Regions from separate parts of the Rattus norvegicus genome. Here all the other regions are linked to region 2. The links are chromatin contacts, called in public Hi-C maps. All regions are on one chromosome and are shown on one strand. The core of a region is the stretch at or near the end of the contact, and the rest is flanking DNA. Distances in the headings are between cores, read along the strand shown. Region 1 has its middle 35 kb from the start of Lins1. Region 2 holds the start of Adamts17 (ADAM metallopeptidase with thrombospondin type 1 motif, 17). Region 3 overlaps Adamts17 (ADAM metallopeptidase with thrombospondin type 1 motif, 17).

Region 1 (4,321 bases), core at 1,606-4,105, 140 kb before region 2:
TTTTTTAAAATATACATGGGATTAGATGGTGGCTCAATGGGTAAAATTATTTCCTGTCAGGAAAGTATATGAGTTCACTGAGAAGGTTGCCTTCTCCATCCCTCAAACCAAAATGTCTTTATCTCAAAATGTCTTTTGTCTGAAGGTGGGCGGGTTCTATGACAGAGAGGGCAAAACAGCCCAGGAATGGAAACAGCCAGAAGGTGAACCATTTCTAACAAAGGTTACTGTTGTATCTTCCATGGTATAAAAGTGCTTGCAGTGGAAGAGAAAAGCCCAAAGTTAGGACATTGGAGTGAAGACCTAGTGGGAAGCTCCAGCTCACTGTCCCAGTTCCCCCGGTCTCTTGTGGATGTTTTGAGTCCCAGGTTTGCTGTTGGTGTCTGTACTGATGTTATTTGCTTTTTCACTTGGAAGCTTCACCAGAGAAGACATTCTGCCTGGGCTCTCAATCAGGAACTCCAGCTCATGCTCAGCTTTCCCGGGCTGTTTCTCTTGGATGTTGATGGGCTCTGATTTGATGGCATTACCATTTGTTTGCTCTCTCAGTTGGGCAGTTCAGGTTTTAGGTGTCTGATTAATGTTTTGCTGTTTGTTGCATCTCTCTGTCTGCGAATCACTATTTATTCTTTTGCTTGCTCTACACTTAACAAACTCATTCAAATCCAAAGGCATGGCTATTGTAGATATTCTCTGGACCATGCAGAACCAATAGGCATGTTGTTTCTGCTGCATTTTGCCCAACACTGGAAGTGTATTCTTATTTGTTTTTAAAATACCAAGTAGCCACACTTCAGCCATTTTTAGTAACAGTTGCATTGATGCCTCATAATTATCTAGTACACCTAGCATGCTAGATTAATTAGCTTGATAAAAATACTAGTCACACAACAAGGCATGGAGTCCAAGCAGGTTACCTTGTGCAAAGGTCCCAGTCTCATTGCAGCCTCTTTCAACCATTGTTACACACTCAGATGCTTGCCCTTAACATGTTTTTCTGGCAAGGGCCTCTCAGATTTCTGGTGTGGGAAGCTGCTTCAGTTGGTTCCAGACCATTAATTCTAAGTGGCCCTGTGCTCTCTGTACTTGACCCCCCTAGCAGCGTCCGTCGCAGAGTACTTGAGTCAACAGCCTTTCCATTTGTCAGGTTCTTTTTCCATTGTCCCCAGTGTATCCACAGCACTATCACTTCATAGATATCACAAACAGGAGAGATTCCTCTCAGGAGCTGGAGAATGGGGAAGACAGGTGTGTCGACAATTAGAACATGGAGTTTATGTGCGTTCTCGAGATGTCACCTCCTAGTCAAGGTGCTCTTTAGCTCCCAGAGGTGATGGTAAATGGTGGGTGCCTTGACAAGGCCTTACAAGATGAAGCCACTTGCATCATCACAGGCTGGGAAAGTGGTTGGCCGAGCCAAGTAGAGGCTTCTAGGTAGTCTGGTCTCAACATTCTCTCATAAGCATCATTGTAATTGTTTCCTATCACGGGGACACAGGGTCTTGGATGTGGGTGAAAATGAAAATTGTTGCAGCTGTGAGTATGGGTGGCAGTGGTGTCATAAGGTCTGGAAAGGTGTATTCAGGTCAGATGACCCAGCATGCTGAACTGAGGGATTTGAATAGTTTCTCTAAGCAGTGGAGAGCTGGCAAAGCCTTTGACTAAATGCAGGTAAATTCTGAGGCAGCCATTCCATAAATCTCAGACCCTGTTCTGCCCAATGCTAGCAGAGTGGAGGGAGTGTCTCTGAACTAGAGGATACCAGGGGTGACCAAAGTCAGAACAGCACTTGCATTGAATATCTGGGTGTTGAAAACCACCCCCTTCCCAGCTTTTTTTTTTTTCCACATCAGCTCCCAGAGCACCTATAACTCCAAGTAGGAAACTAGAATAAACTTTTCTGGAAGAATGTAAGGCAAGAGGAACATCTGAAGAGATGGACACTGAAGCTTTGCCGGAAGAAATGCCTCAACCAAGTCCATGCTAAGTGGAGCCCACAGTGGCAAACCTCCCCATGTGCAAATGCCAGTGGGCATAAAAGCACACAGTCTTAGTTAGGGTTTCACTCCTTTGAAGGGAAACCATCACCAAAGCAACTCTTAGAAGTGACTGCATTTAATTGGAGCTGGCTCACAGTTTCAGAGGTTCAGTCCATTATCATCACGGCAGGAAGCATGGCAGTGACTGGGCAGACATGGTGCTGGAGAAGGAGCTGTGAGTTCTATATCTTGATCCCAAGGCAGCCAGTAGGAGACTGACTCTTCCACATTGGGTGGGGCTTAAGCATAAGAGGAGACCGCCAAAGCCCACCCCTACAGTGACGCACTTCCTCCAACAAGGCCACACCTCCTAATAGTGCCACTCCCTATGGGCCAAGTATATTCAAACCACCACACACACCAAGGCATGGACGACCAAATCACTGGGCCCTTGGGAAGAGTACCAGGGAAAGCTGAAGCTAAGACACACAACATACTAAGAGGAGGAAAGAGTTGATGTAGTAGCCTCAGAGACGAGACCAAAAGGGTAGCAAGTGAAAAGTAAACCCTTTTAAAACAATGACAGAAACCAAAAAGATTTCGGGAGAAATGTGTAAGATTTTTATTCTGAAATCTAAAGAGCTTAGCACAGAGACAAATAGGGAATCAGGACAGAGACACTATCACATCTGAAAACCAGTTTGCAGGGTTTGGTACTAAATGAGACCTCTGGGCATAGAAGAAAGGGGAATAGAAAGAATTAGGGTGGGGCAGGGAAGTGCTAAAGAATTCAGGAAAGTGTTAGGACTGAGTTAGAGTCTTAAACAGTGGTCAAGTGTAATTGAAGGGAGGTCCCCTGCAACAAAGAGCCTTCTATTCATACACAGGGCGGCTGCTGCTGCTGCTGCTGCTGCTGCTGCTGCTGCTGCTGCTGCTGCTGCTGCTGCACTGAGGGTGGTGGTGTGATGAAAATGACTTAAATGAAGAACAAGTCTTGAGAAGAAAATAATGAGCTACATTTTCACCTAGTGCTTTTTAGCACTGATGTCAGCACAAGATGGTGGCCAGCAGACAGAAAACCTCTGCTGCAAATCAGAAGGGCATCATTAGAGCAAGGTATAGGAGCTATTTACGTGCAGATGTGACATTCGCTGAAGATATGCTGACCTGAGGACAGAGACAAGAGGGAAAGGGGTTGCTGAGGGTCTGAGCAGAAGGAAAGTAAGAAAGAAACACAAAGACATGCAAGGTAGGGACAAGAACTTGGGCAGGGTGTCAAGAAGGAAGCTACATATGGAGTTCAGGGTGTGGGATAAAGAGTCTGAGAAGAGGTACGTGGATCACTAAGGCACTATCGGCACACTGGAGCTAGGCTTAGCAAACTGCTTGCTATGTAAGCATGAGAACCTAAGCCCAGTTCCCAGAACCCTCAGGAAAAGCACACACAATGGTTCGAGCCCGTAACAATGTTTGGGAGCTAGAGGCAGGAGGATACGTGCCTTACTGTCCAGCCAGTCTAGCTGAATTGGTGAGCTCCAGGTCCAGTGAGAGCCCTAGTCTCAAAACAAGGGGTGGACCTGCTGACAAGAATGATGTCTGAGGCTGACCTCTGTTCTCTATGTTCACATGAGCATGCCGGTACACACATGTGCACAGATGAGTTCAAGTACACATATATACACACACAATACATGAAAGTTCTTTGGCTTAGCGTTCCCTAGGATGAGGAGCTCACGGGATCCCCTCCCTGAGGATCTATAGTCAGTTACTGGTTTCTGGAAGAGGGGAAGACATTTCTTTCAGTGATGAAGACACTGATAGGTTGTCTAAGTTGTTTACTTACAATCCTAAGTAAACCTAATCAGATTCCTTGGTCACATACATGCACACATGCTTGGTCACATCTATGCACACACATGTAAAAGAAGGCATAAGAGTAGAAGCAGGATTAAATGGAAGAGGAGGGCACGTGGGGGAACAAGGCTGAGAAAACGAGATTAAAATTTAATTTAAAAATTACTTTAAGTTACCAGTGCATTTGGAGAAGTCGGCTTAGTCAGACCCAAGTACACAGGGAAAGAGAGGACAGACTACACAGGGACAATGTTTTTCAACCTATTTGAGTTTTCTGTGCCATGTGAATACTGGAATTTTGAGTGGCAACCTTGACATAACAGGCTCCGAGCATGCCATCCATCAGAAACAGTTGAACTCCATCGTTGAAAAGGGCATTCCAGGTCATTGACATCACCCTGAATTTACCTGCCACCCATCTTCTCTCCTCTTCCTCTGGTATGCAGGGCCCATGTCCACACTGTGTGACACAACCTAGTAGGACTCCA
Region 2 (4,271 bases), core at 197-2,696:
GATATGTCAGGTATCTCTCAGGCCCTTGTTTTTATTTTCAAGAATAGTCTAAATGATTAGAAGTTAGCCCTCCAGGGGGAGACAGCATAGCTTAGCTCCTTGAGTTACAGAGAAGAAACTGAACCACTCTCAGGGGAAAGACGTCCCCGGCTGTCACTACAGTTGGCTGCTGTGTGACTACACGCAGATGGGGCTAAGCATGTCTTTTTCCTTCTAGTTTCCCCCATAATGGTTGAGGTCATGGTTAAGTTCTCAAAGCTCAAGTGAGACAAAACCCTACTCATAGCCACCGGCAGAGCCTGACCCACGCCTCCTAGTCACCTTCAGCTGCCAACCAGTGAGTGGCAGCCACTGGATCAGAGACTAGATGGCAGCGCACTCTGTGATAAGCCTTTGCGGAGAGCTTCAGACAACTTACCAGGGCAGGGGCATCAAACTTCTTACCTTGTCTCTGGATGCTTTCTGGTCATATAACCCTGTGGTGAAGCCTAGATCCTGTGATGAAGGGGTGAGTCGGGGCCTGTCACAGTTTTGCTTTTTAAAAACAAGCAAGCAAACAGACAAACCAAAAATAGGTGAGATGGGGAGCCGTCTGTGACCACTGTGGTATCCTTTTCTCTGTCAGTCCTGCTTTCTGTAAGACATTTTAAAGAGGCCAATGGAATTACCTGTAGGGATCATCATATCTGCTTAGATACTGCTGGGGAAAGGAATATTCATTCTGTTCTTGAAAACCAGCGTTGAAGTTCAGGGTCTGCCACACTCAGTTCTCTGGTGTCCTACTGTGCAAACCTCAGCTAACATGCCTCCCTAAATACACCTGACCTAAAGTCAGGCTCACAAATTCAAGGCCTGGCTCTGACAGAAACGAGCTGTCCAATTTAAGCAAACTCCTTACGTTTTCTTCTCCCCGGTTTCCCAGTCTTCAGGGCAGTGTTATCACGCCTTCCTGGCTTTTGTGAATATAAAGACTTCAAGAAGCCTGTGCGCTGTGGAGACACACTGTAGATATAGAAGTCAGGTATGAACTCAGGTGTGCTAGAAACACTGGTCTGGGTCTTTCCAGCCTAAACAAGTCAAAAATAGGAGCCACTTCAATACACAATTTTTTTTTCTTGTACGTAACTGGTTGATCTGGCCTATCTTCCTGGGAAGCTATAGCAGCCTCAGAGGTGATCTCCCAACTGAGGACAAACTGAAGGCCAGGTTGGTGGCCTCCTGGCTCCTCCAGGATCCCCACAACCGAGTTGGCTCGCGCCTGCCACCTGGTGTCACAGTCTACCTACTGCCTAGAAACCACGTGTAAGAAAGTGCTTACAACCTAACTACGCACGTTGGTTTCGACCGGCTCTAACCAATACGGACAAGGAAGGCGGGGCAGAGGAAAGCAAAAGCCCAATCACCACCTACTTTCCAAGGAGAAGGTGGGGCTTAGTATTTACCATGTTGGGTTTGTCCGCAGCGCTAATTACTTTTTCCAAAGGCTGCAGGGCTTCACTCCGGCTGGCGTCGCCGCCTCACGCGCCCCTGCTCTGCCGCTACGGTCTTGGGGGCTGCTGGTCCCGAGTACCATGTGTGACGGCACCCTGCTGCCCCCTCTCGTCCTGTCCTTGCTGCTGCTGGTGTGGGGTTTGGACCCGGGCACAGGTAGTGTTCTTAACTAATGCGGCCACCTTCCCGGTGCCTTCCCGAAGCATCCTGGCGCCCGGGTGCCTGGGTGGACTGCTGACAGCATCCCCGGAGGAGGAGAGCGAAGGCCGCGGCCGGAGAACTGGCCTCTGGTTCCCCCTCGACCCCGGGTGCGATCGAGTGGCTTCGCCGGCTTAGAGAGGCCCGGCTCGGGGAGGGAAGGGAGTGCGGGGTCACGGCTGTGCGATACCCACGGAGCCCTGGGAACCCGCGCCGGAGCCGCCGGCAGCCCTGGTGGCCAGGCCGGTGCTGACGCCTGTCCTTTCTCCCCGCAGTTGTCGGCGACGCGGCGGCCGACGTGGAGGTGGTGCTCCCAAGGCGGCTGCGCCCCGACGACGTGCACCTGCAGCTGCTGCCGGGAGCAGCGGGGCTCCGGCAGTGGCGGCGACCGCGAGCATCTCCAGGCGACCCTCGAGCGGGACCGGGAGAGCGCGCCCTGCTGCTGCACCTGCCGGCCTTTGGGCGAGACCTATACCTGCAGCTGCGTCGCGACCTGCGCTTCCTGTCCCCAGGCTTCGAGGTGGAGGAGGCGGGTGTCTCAGGGCGCAGCGGACACCCTGCGGAGCTGTGCTTCTACTCCGGACAAGTCCTGGGCCACCCGGGCTCCCTCGTCTCCCTCAGCGCCTGTGGCGCCGCCGGCGGCCTGGTATTGCCCGCGCCCCCTATGGGTCTGCCTTGCCCAGTCTGTTACTTCTCCTGGGGTGGTCCCGCGGAGGGCTGGGCGGGAGAAGACCTACCTCCCTCCCTATCTCCTTCACTTGGCCTTTCTGACTGTGCCTTCCTAGCAGAGGGAACACAAGGGAAGCCCTGCCATTGTACTGGCTTCTGTTGTGTGCTGAACCTGGCCGAAGTGGGGTTGCATTGAGAAATTAGCTATAGCTCACCTAGAGGAACGAATATGAACCTGATGTTCCCACTCTCTCAGCATCAGCACAGGTGTGCATGTTTTCTGCACGTTATGGGGAAGGAGTAAAGTGTCCATTTCCTCTGTCTGGGGAATGGGGTATCTATGCACCTCTCTTCTGTCCCGTGAGCCTTTTTATACTAGGAGGGGACCCCAGGCAGGCCATGATTAGTCTCACTTTCGTTAGACGAAAGGTAAGACCAAGAGAGGTCCAGTAGTATCTTTATTTCCTTACTCCACAGTAGGCATTTATCTGAATGCACCCTCAGAGAGAACTGCAGGGTACTCACCTGTCCCAGTTGTAAACCCTCCTCTTTTCTTGAAGACCTTGCCTCGCTGTTTTGTTTGAGACAGCCATGACAAGTGCACGGAGAGGCACCGGAAGTTTGGAGTGGTTTTGCTCTCTTTGCGCTCACACTTGAGCACTTGGCTAACGTTGGTGCCCAGCCAAATTCTTCTCTGCTTCTCCAGGGTGCCCCCAAGGAGAGCACGTGGCTGGCAGATGGTTTGCCCCCGAAGAGGCTGGCATCACTCAGAGCATGCGATGTCTCCAATTGTTCTCCTATATCTTGTCACAGCAGATATCTGTGGGATAGTGGTTTCTGATACTGTGTTTTGGCAGCCTGCCCCGGGCCAGAGAAGTTGCCCCTTCACTTATTTTATATCATCACCTACACAACCAGTATTGAAGAGTAAAAGCCCATGGCTCCAAGATTACTTGACGCTCCTGCTCTCTTAGTACTGGGTCAGTGTTGGGGGACCTGTGGATCTAAATTCCTGGGAGCAGCCTGATTTTCAGGAAATTTTTAAGGTCTCATCTGAGGGTATGGTTTACTTTTGTTTGACTGGGAGACATTGGCAGCCTTGGCAAAGGAAAGCAAAGGCGCAGATTGTGGTGGAGCCTGGTAGGTGTTAGTGTGGAACGGGGGCAAAGGGTGTGGGCTGTGGGCGAGGAGGCTCAGATCATTGTAGGACTCGGGTCAGCGCTGTATCATGTTCTGGGAGGGACTCAAAGGCCCACATCATTTCTCCCGTTTTTTTGCCAAAGTGTTTCAAGTCTAGGTCACATCCCTGTACCGTACATAGAAACATCTGAATCCCATTTGCTGCGGTTTCGTGAGTTTCTGGAGAGGTCAGAGTTTATACTTCTTGGTGTAAAGTTTCCAGCGAGGAGCTATCTGTGAAGGAGCCCAGGCTGGAAATCTGGAGAGCACTGATGTAAAGTCCTCCCAGAGTGTTTGCTGAGCCTCCTCTCACAGGGCGGCCGAGCCAACTTTTCAGGAAGACTGCACTGCCCCTTGGCACCATGTGAGGGCGCTGTGCCTTAGAGAAAGGAACCCAGCCAAGACTGAGTTCACCCCAGCCAGTTGCGGGTGGACTTCTAAGTCTTGGGATTTTTCAATTCCAGTTTGAGGAGACACTGCTGTTGTTTGGTCTGTCTTATTCATCCTGTTCGTGCAAGCTGCACATTGGACACTCTCCTCGGGTACACGTAGGCAGAGGCAGAGAGCAGGAGAGCAGGAGGGAAGGGACGTGTGGCTGGGAGCTGGTCTCTTAGCGACAGGGTGATCCTGAGACACAGAGGAAAGTCTATGACCTTAAGCTACCTGAGATTGCCCTGTACCCCATCTTTGGCTTGGTTGTCCACCCATGTGGGTGGTATAGTTGTGCTAGGACC
Region 3 (4,111 bases), core at 946-3,445, 200 kb after region 2:
TTCATTCTTCAGCAAGGCAAGTATGCTAGCATGTGTTTCCCACTATGCCCCGTTCTGAGGTACCAAGAGTAGAATGGTGTGTTTTGAGCGTGTGCCGTTTTGCTTTCCTTGGCTCACTTGGGTTGTCTTTCCTCTTGGCCTAGAGTACTTGGAAGGCTTTTGAGAACCATGCACAATGTAGGAAAGAGAATGATCAGCAGGGGTCACGTTTTCTTGCTAAAACCTTTCTCCCCCCAACTAGGAGACTGTGTGCCATAAGCTGCCACTATATTTTCAGCCCCCAGAAAGAAATCTAGGTGTTGAACCATATCTCCACTGAGTCTGTGGTGTCTGGTCATTGAAGGTGAGGACATCCAAGGCCTAGTCCAGAGTGTTGGGGTTTTGCCTAAAACCCTTCCCCTTTAAGAAACAGAACTTTGTATTGCAATACTGACAAAATGGTCCCATTTATCAAGCATACCACAAGCCAGGCACAGGTTAGGTCTACATTCACTGAGCATGTAAAAGGAGCTGCTAGGAATGGGAGGTGATGGGTTTGTGATGTCTGGGCTCCAGCAGCTGACAGAGTTGACTCAGAGAATAACCTACTGGCTCTCGGTACCCAAATACCCTGGCAGGAACAATGTAGTCACAGGCACAGTGAGGGATCAACGAAATCAGCTGAGTCTGGTGTCTACAACTTCCAAGTGGTTTCAGAAGAATAAAAGCCTTGGTTTTCCTCCCTATGAAATCCTTGTGCAGGCACCTGTGATTCCAAGTTCAAATGCGCCTAGATGTTTCAGGGTGAGGGAGCCCAAATATCCCAGGCAACAGCAGCTTCAGATCTGCAGCTCGTAGCCTAACACCCTGACCTCTCAGTTTTGTGCTATCTTGAAAATAGCATATGTTGTTTTCAATGGTACCTGCTTAGCTGAGGACCTTTGAAGTAACAGAAAGCTCATTTCCCAGACATTTTTCCTTGTATTTAAAAAAATACCTCCTTGGCAGGGGTGGGAGGGTGCCTGATCATGGCGGTGCTGTCACTCAGCCAGCAGAATTCAGGAGAAGTTCAGCTTTCTCATCCCCAACTTTCCCTGAAGAAAAAGAGAGGAGACAAGAGAATCCCCTCTCCGAAAATAGAGGGTGCTGTTGGAGGCACCCTTACTTTTCTGTCTGGGCATTAAAGTGATGCACGGGAAGCCTAGAGGCTCCCAGCTACCTCAGGCATATTCAGACCCCTGATTGGAACCAAGACATTACCAGAGACAGCCGCTACGCTCCAGGTCAGCAGCTTGCTGTGATGGGAACCACTCTGGTACCAAGGCTTCCATTGTCTCCAAAGAGCCAGGGAAGTTTGAAGCCTCTTCTGTCCTCTCTTCCTTTCCTGGAGCAAGAAGGCATTAGGGCTGAGATACCTTCACCCCTGCAACATTTCTTCTCAGCTCTGTGCGTGCGTGCGTGCGTGCGTGCGTGCGTGCGTGCGTGCGTGCGTGCGTGCGTGCGTGCGTGCGTGCGTGCGTGCGTGCGTGCGCGTGCGCGTGCGCGTGCGTGCGTGCGTGCGTGCGTGCGGTGAGGGGGGCAGTTCATTGCTTGCTTGCTTTGTTTTTAACCAGTCTTGCTTCAAGTATTCAGGGCAGAAGTCCTACTTGAGCAGCTCCATCTTAAATTTCTATTGACCACTAACTTTTGAATGAATGGCTGAATGTTTTGGTTCCCTTATCATCATAGTAACTGAGACCGCTGTCACCCAGGCCTTTTTCATGGGGAGGTTCCTTGAGGACTTTGACAGTTCTAAGTTGTATTTTCTCACACATTCGTGTCTTCCTCCATTCTACCAACGTAACAAATAATTAGATCTAACAAATGCCTTGACCTGAAAAGGCCAGCCATATTTGATAAGACTTATAGACTGGAGGTGTTCGGCCTTTGAAGGAGAGACCTCGGGTTCAGGGCTTTGCGAGGGTGGCTTGACCCAATGTCCTCTGTGGTGAAATTGCCACGACTCATTACGTATGAGGTTCCGTTTTTCTCAGTACGAACAGAAGCCAGCATTTTTAAGAGCATTTCAGAAGGGCAACAGTAGAATACTAAATGGATGATTCAGATGGCCGATGATAAATGTTCCTCTGAACCCCTCTTTCTAAAAGGCATAATTCTAGCTGAGCCATGAGAGGAGGGAGCCCTCTGGTTGGGCTCTGGCTCCTCACAGCCCAGTATAACTGCCCTATTCACAGAGCTGCTATCACTGCAGAATTCTTTGGCGAGTGACGCACGGTTCAGTCAAGGGGAAGCAGTAGTTTCTCTCCCCTCTCTCCCCTCTTTTAAAAAGAATTCTTGCAGAGGTAGACTTTCCGAAGGAGGGCTCGGGACCACAAATCCATTCCACCTCCAAAGGAGGACAAAGAGTCTCCTCAGAAAAGATCCCGAAGAGGAAAAGCCTTCAGACAGAAACCCACTGAGGTGGCCACTTGCCAAATCTGTCTCTGCTTTCCCTGTGGGATCTTGTCACAGTAGAAACGTCCAAAGGTTCAGACCCGTGTGACCAGGCCAACAGCAGGCTCCATTCCCACTAAAGTGTTGGAAGGCTGCATCCGGACAAAGTGGCTTTTTCCCAGCTCCTTTGCTTCAGATGAGAGACCTCCCCCACCCTCCAGTCTGAGTGTCTGAGTGTCTGAGTGTCTGAGTGAATAGGGATGGGAGGGTCAGAGTCGTGACTCCTACTCAGCCAAGTGGCCCAGAGATGGAGGAGCATTGTGACAAAGATGGAGGGTGTTCCCAAAGGACCAGTGAGAGGCTGGAACCAAGATATCTGAAAAGATTAGGCCCTTCTTCTATGGCCTTCAAGAGCCCTGCCTCCAGTGCCAGCTACCTTTCTCTAAACGTCTCCAACAGCCAACCATGGAAACCCACTGCTCCGATTAGATAAATCTGGGTCACATCTCCAAATCCTTCGAGGTCACTTATGGCTCAGAATTCAAAGCTCTGTAATGTTTGAAAGGCAATGGTAACTGGGTAGCCACATAATAACGCCCCCTGCTTACACTCAAGGGGACACATGGCACCCTTCCTGGGGGTGGGGAGGCTAATAAGGTGGGTTCTCATTCCTGTCAGGAAACACTGGTTTTGCAGCCAGATAGTTTGCCACAATATAAGAAAACACTCATTCTCAGAGCTTTGCATATCTCTGAATTATAAGTAAGATAACCTAGCCTTCTCTAAGGCCCACCAGCCATGAGCCATGGCCTCTCTGTGACATGGAGTTTCAATGTTGAATTATCAGGGTCATTCTGGCTGTGGTAAGTGCTGTCTCCTTAACTGAGACCTGTCTGGAGGGTCTAGCTACTCAGAAAGAAAGACTCTGATTGGTCTCTTCATAGTCAGATGGACTTTACTGACCCAATCAGCTAAAGCCTGGGTCCCAGGGACTGGTTATGAAGTCCTGGTGGACAGCTTGTGGGAGAGAAGATTGAGCAGCCAAGACAGAAGACAGAACCTAGATAATCACTCATTCTGGCCTCAGCATTAACTAGACTCTGTCTTAAAACTAAAGACAAAATAAGACTTTGTAACAGAGAGCAGTAAGAACACTGTGAACCGCAGTGTCCATGTTCCCTCTGGTGCTCAGGAGGAATTCCAGACCTCTAAGCTGATGTAATCGCCAGCTCTCAAACCTCAGAGCCCATCTTTCTTGCCTTGGCTGTGGCTTCTGCTTCCTCTGGTCAGTCAGAAACCCTGGCCAACAGGCAGGCCTCTGAGAAGCCAGACAGAAGCCTCCGCCAGAATTCATCTAAGTGTACACCATCCACGCAGGAGGCGTGTTCCAGGCATCTTTCCTTGCTGTGCACAACTGTACAGCTTTTAGGATTTCGTCCCCTCCCTTACTTTTAGGGATGGAAGAGTTCTCATGCTGTGCTCAGAGCTGAAACCCACCACCTCGTGATATTTAAAGGGAGCTTTGCTCCTAGAGATATAACTTCCCACTCATACAGAAGGGGACTAGTCAGAGAATTTGGAAGGACTATGAACTCCTTTCTCTCAATTGAAAAGGACTGTCCTCAATCCCATGGGAGAAAGAACTGAGTATAGTCCTTGGAGGGGAGGGACAAATGCAGGGAGTTCTGGGCAATGAAGA

The links. Hi-C and Micro-C count contacts between places; a contact is called where the count stands out from the background.
Region 1: a Hi-C map of Schwann cells shows a contact between it and region 2, with 5 times the contacts expected there. The contact joins the enhancer-like site here to the promoter of Adamts17 in region 2. A contact is called at or near these places in 10 of 12 Hi-C or Micro-C datasets (the A7r5 cell line, Schwann cells, frontal cortex and 5 more) and 1 of 1 datasets of contacts at active chromatin or transcription factors (oligodendrocytes).
Region 3: a Hi-C map of Schwann cells shows a contact between it and region 2, with 3 times the contacts expected there. The contact joins the enhancer-like site here to the promoter of Adamts17 in region 2. A contact is called at or near these places in 1 of 12 Hi-C or Micro-C datasets (Schwann cells) and 1 of 1 datasets of contacts at active chromatin or transcription factors (oligodendrocytes).

The regions. Positions count from the first base shown.
Region 1 is chr1:129,710,501-129,714,821 of GRCr8, forward strand. No RefSeq gene overlaps it. Among named protein-coding and RNA genes, the nearest start is that of Lins1, 35 kb to the left of the region's middle. Within about 2 kb of position 2,856, at least 1 of the 93 cell types and tissues checked has an H3K27ac peak or open chromatin away from gene starts, as enhancers often do. A contact at or near this core is called in Schwann cells, where this site is marked.
Region 2 is chr1:129,854,617-129,858,887 of GRCr8, forward strand. Adamts17 (ADAM metallopeptidase with thrombospondin type 1 motif, 17) reads left to right here and starts at 1,447. Exons shown (of 23, transcript XM_218753.11): 1 at 1,447-1,647; 2 at 1,965-2,335. The coding sequence starts at 1,572.
Region 3 is chr1:130,054,591-130,058,701 of GRCr8, forward strand. All of the region lies in intron 13 of Adamts17 (ADAM metallopeptidase with thrombospondin type 1 motif, 17), which reads left to right. Among named protein-coding and RNA genes, the nearest start is that of Lysmd4, 190 kb to the right of the region's middle. Within about 2 kb of position 2,196, at least 29 of the 93 cell types and tissues checked have an H3K27ac peak or open chromatin away from gene starts, as enhancers often do. A contact at or near this core is called in Schwann cells, where this site is marked.